Linked DNA regions of Zea mays: region 1 is linked to region 2. Evidence: chromatin contacts called from public Hi-C data. All regions are on one chromosome and are shown on one strand. The core of a region is the stretch at or near the end of the contact, and the rest is flanking DNA. Distances in the headings are between cores, read along the strand shown.

Region 1 (3,391 bases), core at 212-2,711, 500 kb after region 2:
AAGTTTCATCTTCCTCATGCACCTAGAAAGCCAGGATCACCACCACCACAAGCAAGCAAGCAAGCAAATGAGATTTATTATTACTAGTAAGATAAGATAAACAACGAATGCCTATGAACCAATTCATCATCAGCGGTTAAAAGGGCGAGCAGACAAGCTCAATACAAGTTTGGAGCACGCACCACCACACACGCTTTCTTTGTGTCACGACACGATTCACGAATCCCCGGGACTTGGCCTCTGCCACGGCAGCCTGCCGTTCATGGCCGGCGAGTCATCGGACGCGAGCACGGGAAGCTTCTCCTTGCCGTTCCGCGGCCACTGCCAAATCTTGGACACCGAGAAGCTGTCGCCTTTGCTGCCCGCGCCGATCCTCTTCCCCTCTGTGGCGCCGGCGCGGTTGGAGCCCACGCCGACGCCTCTGAGCCCCGCCCCGCCCCTGCCATGGCCGTCGCCGTGCCTCCTGTGGACGGACACCTGGAGGCTCGCCTCGGCGAGGACGTACTGGTAGGAGCCCATGGAGTAGCACCGCCTGGCGTCCAGGCTGCTGCTGCTCGTCTCGCCGGCCTCCCTGGTCACAATGCCGGCGCCGGCGCGCACGGGGCCAGGCGCCGCCCTGGCCAGGTTCTTGAACTTGCCGAGGCGCACGGGGAGCACGGCGTCCTCGTGCTCCCACATGCCTTCCTCGTCGAACAGCGCGGCAGCGTCGGCGCCGAGCGCGCACCGGCACAGCGGGCACGTGGAGTTGGAGAGCAGCCAGGTGTCGATGCAGCCGATGTGGAACGCGTGCCCGCACAGCGGCAGCAGCCGCAGCCGGTCCTCGCCGGCGAACTCGCACAGGCAGACCGCGCAGTCGAACGGCTCCTTGGCGCCGGCGCCGGCGCCGACCACCTCCCGGTACAGGAACACCGGGAGCGCGTCGATGACGTCCTGGTCCAGCCCGGCGTCGTGCAGGTGGAACAGCTGCTGCAGCTGCCTCTGCAACGCGGACTCCTCCCCGCCGCCGCCCGCCGCGTCCGCCCCACCGCCGGCACCGGCACCGGCCTCGGCCGGCGCGCGCGCACGGGCACGGGCACGGCCGCGCCTGAGCAAGAGCCTGACCAAGAGATGCAGCAGGCAGGAGACGAACAGCACCACGGCCGCTATCACCACGGCGAACAGCACGGCGGGGCTAATCTTGGAACCAAGACCATGACCGCCCCCGGAGGACGCCCCGCCGCCGTCCTGCTTCTCGGCTTCCCCGGCGACGGCGAGGACGCAGCAGCCCGTGGCTAATCCTAGCAGCAACATCTCTCCCTCCTCCTTCTCCCTGTCGCCCGATCTGCCGCGGGCAGCGCGCTGCTCATTTCGTGCACTAAACCTGAACGCCTTTTGAGCTGGGCAGAGCCTGAGCAGCTAGTAGTGGTAGCTTCTCGGTTGCCTGCAACTTGCAGGAGGCGGGGCAAGGGTCCAAGACATTAGGCGATGAGGGAAAGGCCAAGAGCAAAGGCTTGTGAAGCGTGAGGAGCCCATGCTTATATGCAATTGGGGGAGACACAAACACACGGCCACAGCAAGCAACCAAACCAAAGCTACAAAAGCAGCAGGGCATACGTGGCTCTTCTTTTGCGAGCTGCACCTGCAAAGGTAAATCTCGTTCTTTTTCTATCGACGTTTCGCACTAAACCAAACCTTGACTTTTGAGTACCACCGATCAAAACCAAAACCAAAACCAAAACCAAAACCAAATCCAAATCCTTTGTACTATACATATCAGCTTGCGACATTTCTAGACCTAATAACAAAATTTTGTATCAATAAAATAGTCCTTAAAAAAACGAAAATGTAGAATCCACATACATAGCAGTGTTTTTCATGTCAAGGAAGCCGGATTCTCTGTCTGGCATCAAAGTGAGAAAAGAAGGAAGGAACAAAGATTGCGATCTCTGGGCAAGGTTGGTACTGCGTTTTTTTCCATCACGCATTTGGGCTTCCACTTCCACTCAGCTTTTAGAACCTGGCGATGCTGCAGTTAGAAGGCCGTTTTCTCGCGAAAAAAAAGGTGCGTGCTGCAAGGCACCCGGGCCGGCTGGGATAAGCACCAGCTTTGCGCTCTTGTTCTCTCCTCCTCGTCCTCGGTCCCTCGTGCGAGTAAGGCAAAAAAAAAAAAAAAAAAAAAGCGAAGGAATGCTTGGGGAGGCACCGGGCAAAAAGTGGGAAAATGGTGGCCGGGGCCGATGGCGATTTCTGTGGAACGTCGTCGCTTGTGCCGGTGGAGATGGGGGTGGATGAAATTCGTTGAAGCTTTCAGGTGTCGGGTTTTGGAGATCATCGTAGCTGCAGTCAGGACCGCGCAAGGCGTGGACGGGTGGTGGACTGGCTGCTTGCGTTCTGTCGCAAAAATGTGATGTGTGTATGTGCATCGGCTGCATTGCTACTAGCCACGCGTGTACGTGTGGACGAGGTCCAGATCGAGATCTGAGCGCCCCCTGAGCCCTGACCACTACTCCTGTTGCCAATCAACCTCGGAACTTGGAACGGATGAGAGAAGCCGCCGGAAAAGAAAAGGAAAAAAAACTATGACATCACATCACTTCGACACCAACAGATAGAATCCTTGAATTGCATGGATAGAACGTGGTTATAATATATACTAGAACAGGAGACACCCTTACGGGCACCCTATCAATAGAGTACTCAATATCTACATTTATTATTATAGTATAGGAACAATGTTTGTACACATTAGATCATGTGGCACAAGCTGTACCGGTCACCAATACACATGATCATCTCAAACCATATTGTAACCATTTCTTCTACTATACAAAGCTCATGGTCAAGTTGCATATACATGTGGCCACTCTTTGGCAGTCATTAAAGAATGCCATGAGCTAAGAAGTTCATCCAGATTATGCAACTAAAACCTGAACGTGGCTGATTATTCTCTCACCCGATTGTCAGCAAGCAGGTTGTCTAGGGGTGGTAATGGATCATGATCCAAATATTTCTTCACAAAATGGTAAGGCCCTAAACAAATTTTAGTGATCATGATCCAATTAACTGTTCTCTGTGATCTTGTTTTAGCAAAAAAAAAATCAAGCTAAACATAAACACCAGAAGCCCTCAAGGTGAAGGCTGTGAAGCAGGCATAAGTGCTTTGTGCATCCCTACTTGTCACTTGTGTAATGTATGGTAGATATATCAGACACACAAGGCATATGAGAATGGATTGTGAATGGAGAAAAAGTTTTAGTAAAAGTTTACACACTGGCAGCTGTAAAAGTAGTGAAGTTGACGCATGTGTTGTGGATCCCTACTTGTGGTCATAGGTTGATTTGGTAACATGTAGAAGTTCTCCAATTCTAACATGGGGTCTGACAAATAATAATAAGTGGCAACAATTTCAGCA
Region 2 (3,415 bases), core at 11-2,510:
GAACCTTAAGAATCCCACACAAATAGAAGTGCATAACCTTTCAACTGCCTATAGAATCTCATTCTTAAATCTGCTGAACTCGTTAATAGAGTTGTTTCTTCAATCATTGGTCAAAACTGAACTCCAACTTACTCAAGGATAATTAAATACCAAACAATGACTTATGTCATAGAAAATTACTAAAAAATAATACTTCAGATTTTCCAAGAGAAGGTATAAATAAACGAAAAACAGAAATTGATACACCAAAAGAAGCATCTAGGGATGTCTGCAGTGACAACGAAATCGAAAGATGATCCCATAAGTCCATAACCTGAGATGGCGATCAAGAGCTAGCGCTGCGTCACAATTCGAAACAGCTAAAGCTACTACCATATCACTGCCATGACCCTACACCATCAAATAGATACAAATTGGGACTCGAGCCAACTTATGTATCGCAAAACATCACAAGGGTGAATGTGTGCATAGCCAAGTATATCAAAACACGTGAAAGCCAAACTTGGATACTTCCCTAGCAGCTGTAGTCAGAAAGAACTTCAGATTCTCTACTCGTATGACATATACCACCAAGAGACAGGCCAGCCTACCCAATCAGTTCAAAGCTACAACTACATAAACACCGAAAACCATATCCACCATAGCAAGACACGTTAAAAAACTAGAACTTAGCCATGTGCATTTAGTAAAACGTCAAGGGGCGGGGCGGATCCGCAAGTTACCTGGTGATTTTGCGGACGTGCTCAGGGGGCATGTCCTCCTTCTGTGCCTCGACGAACCCGAACTTGCGTTTGTCGCCGTAGCGCTTGGAGTTGAGCTGGTGCCATTTGCGGGCCTTCTCCACCAGCTGCGCCTCCAGCTCCATCGGTGTCAGCGGCTTGCCGCCCTGCGACGCCCCGGCAGGCGGCGGGGGCGGGGGCGGGGGCTGGCCTGCCCCGGGCACCGTCGTGCCAGGGGGAGGAGGGGCCGCCGCCATCTGCAACGGAGGCGGAGGCGGAGGCGGCACGCCGTTCCACATCGGCGACGGGGCGGGCGCGGCGCAGCGGCCTCCGGCACCTGCCGCTAGGGCTTAAGCGTCGTCAAGCCAGGTGGTGTGTGTTCGAGAGATGAGAAAATTGGCAAAATGGAAGCCGCTCTTCAGAATAGAACGTTTTTTTTTTAACTCAATTCAGAATAGAACGTTGGTAGCGGGCTAGCGGCAATGGCTAGAGCCTACTCGTATGGTGCGAAAAGGGATGATGACAACATTTCAAACTGAGTGACATACTTTAGTTGTTGCCACGACCACGTCGCATTTTAAAGAGCAGCATCCTAGAGTGCCAGGGTGATTGAAGGGAAAAATGGAGAGGGAAAGAAAAAACGACGGGATGGGTGTGGGGACTGTGGTTTGGCGAGAACAACGGACCTGTGAGTTCTGAAGTAAGGAATAAAATAAAATGGTACATCCTAATAGTTTTGTTTCATACTGTTTCAGCTTTAAAAAATTTGGTGACGTTGTGAAGCGAATTATTAAGAGCTTTAGAAAATCGTGAAGCTGAAGTTGTGAACCTTTAAAAGACACTAGTTAGTTACAAGACATGCTACTTTGTTTTAATATGACACAAAAATATGTGTATTTTATTTGTTAGGTGGTTGTGAATATAAAGACAACAACCAAGGATCAAACCCCCATTTGACACAATTTTACTTTATTTTTTATTAAGCGGGAAGGATGATGCGGAATGGTCGTTTAAACTATTGCTTTAATATAGTAGAGATTTAGATACGTTATTTTTTATTATTTAGATTAAAAATAATTTTTAAAACTATTTAAATTTAAGTTATAAACTACAGCTTTACACTGAAGCTGAAACCTAGAGCAATCCTAAACACCCCTTAAAAGTCTCTTAAAACATGTTCCCACAAGAAATATACTACTACCATATAAAGTTTCAATGATTCCATCGATGTTCAATGAGTACCCAATGAAATTGCACCAAATTTGAATTGTAATATCATCAACATGAATACTAACATATCCCTAACTAAATCACGAAAACAATTGCTCAAAATCAGAACATAAATGAAACCCTAATTCATTCAAACTAAGAGAAAATCCAATTTTGATAAGAATATCGTGATGAAGACATCCTTTTTGATGAACTTGCACTGTCCAGACGATCCTCGGATCTCCCTTCTCAATATACAAACAACAGCTTTTAGCACTTTGAAAGGAAGAGATGGTCTAAGCAAGGTGAGAAAGTGAGTGTGGCGCTAAATCTGTCCTTTATAATTTGTATGTCACTGGAGGTCCGCGGTGGATGCTTGGACCGTCCGCGGTCAGTGCCCGAATGGTATGAGATCTAGAGGTTCGGACGGTCCGAGACCTGGCACTCAGTTTTTGATTCTCTGTCCATTTTCTGATTTTGAATTTCAAATAGGTATCATTGCTCATGTGTGGACATTTTAGCTGTATGAAGAGTTAGTATGCATGTGTATACATATAATTTACATGAATGTACAAGATTTTCACATAAGAACACTTGAATCACTTGTGAATCAAAAATACTTCAAAATATGCAATAAAATGACCAAATGAGATGCACTAACACTCAAATGTCGGTGTGTCAACCTCCCCTCACGTCCTCACCGTGCGCGGTCTCACTTCATGACCAGTCGCTGTCTGGTGGGACCCGTGTGCCATACCCTGCGCCGCAACGCACTACCATGAGCTCGTGTGTTTCTCTCCCTGGGCCGCTGGCAGGTGGGTCCACTGCACCAACGTCTTCTTCACCAGTCCGTCGCAAATCCAGCTATAAGGAAAATGGACCCCAGGCCATTTGGCTCAATAGGTTTTGGTGTTTGAGATCAACATAACCTGTTGACTAATGTGTTTGCTAGTGTTTATGTTTATAGTTCACAGGATGCAGAGAGGATTGGACTAAGACACTAAGGATGCAACACCTCAAATGAAGACATAAAAAGAGCTTAGAAGTCCAAGACTCAAGACCAAAGGAGCCCAAGAACAAAATACAGAAGACCTAGAAGATGGGCTATCAGTTGGCGCATCGGTGGCTCACCGGTGGCACACAGTTGGCGACAGGGCAACCAATAAAGTTTCCATCACTATTCATTGTCCGGTGCACATAACGTGGCACACAGTTGGCTCACCGGTACCACACAGTTGACTCATCGTTGGCACACTGTTGGCGCACCGGACTGTCCGGTTGTCAGAACTAGTCGTTGGCTGCACACCGTTGGCACACAGTTGGCTCACCGGTGGCACACAGTTGGCACACCGTTGGCTGACAGGACTGTCCGGTGTGCCACCCTTACAACAGTATGCTTTTCAATGGCTAGTTGAGTTGGGGCCTATATATACTTCACCCAACCCGCCATTTGAAGGTGTGGGAGCCCAAGCAACATTCCAAGGCAT

What was found. A called contact is a pair of places that touch in the nucleus more often than the background predicts.
Region 1: a Hi-C map of ear shows a contact between it and region 2, with 4 times the contacts expected there. The contact joins the promoter of LOC100279788 here to the promoter of LOC103629533 in region 2. A contact is called at or near these places in 4 of 25 Hi-C or Micro-C datasets (bundle sheath, ear, leaf and 1 more).

Annotation. Positions count from the first base shown.
Region 1 is chr6:90,267,294-90,270,684 of Zm-B73-REFERENCE-NAM-5.0, forward strand. LOC100279788 reads right to left here and starts at 1,462. Exons shown (of 1, transcript NM_001152746.2): 1 at 110-1,462. The coding sequence starts at 1,290. The coding sequence ends at 217.
Region 2 is chr6:89,767,881-89,771,295 of Zm-B73-REFERENCE-NAM-5.0, forward strand. LOC103629533 (pre-mRNA-processing-splicing factor 8A) reads right to left here and starts at 1,261. Exons shown (of 13, transcript XM_008650629.3): 1 at 723-1,261. The coding sequence starts at 1,018.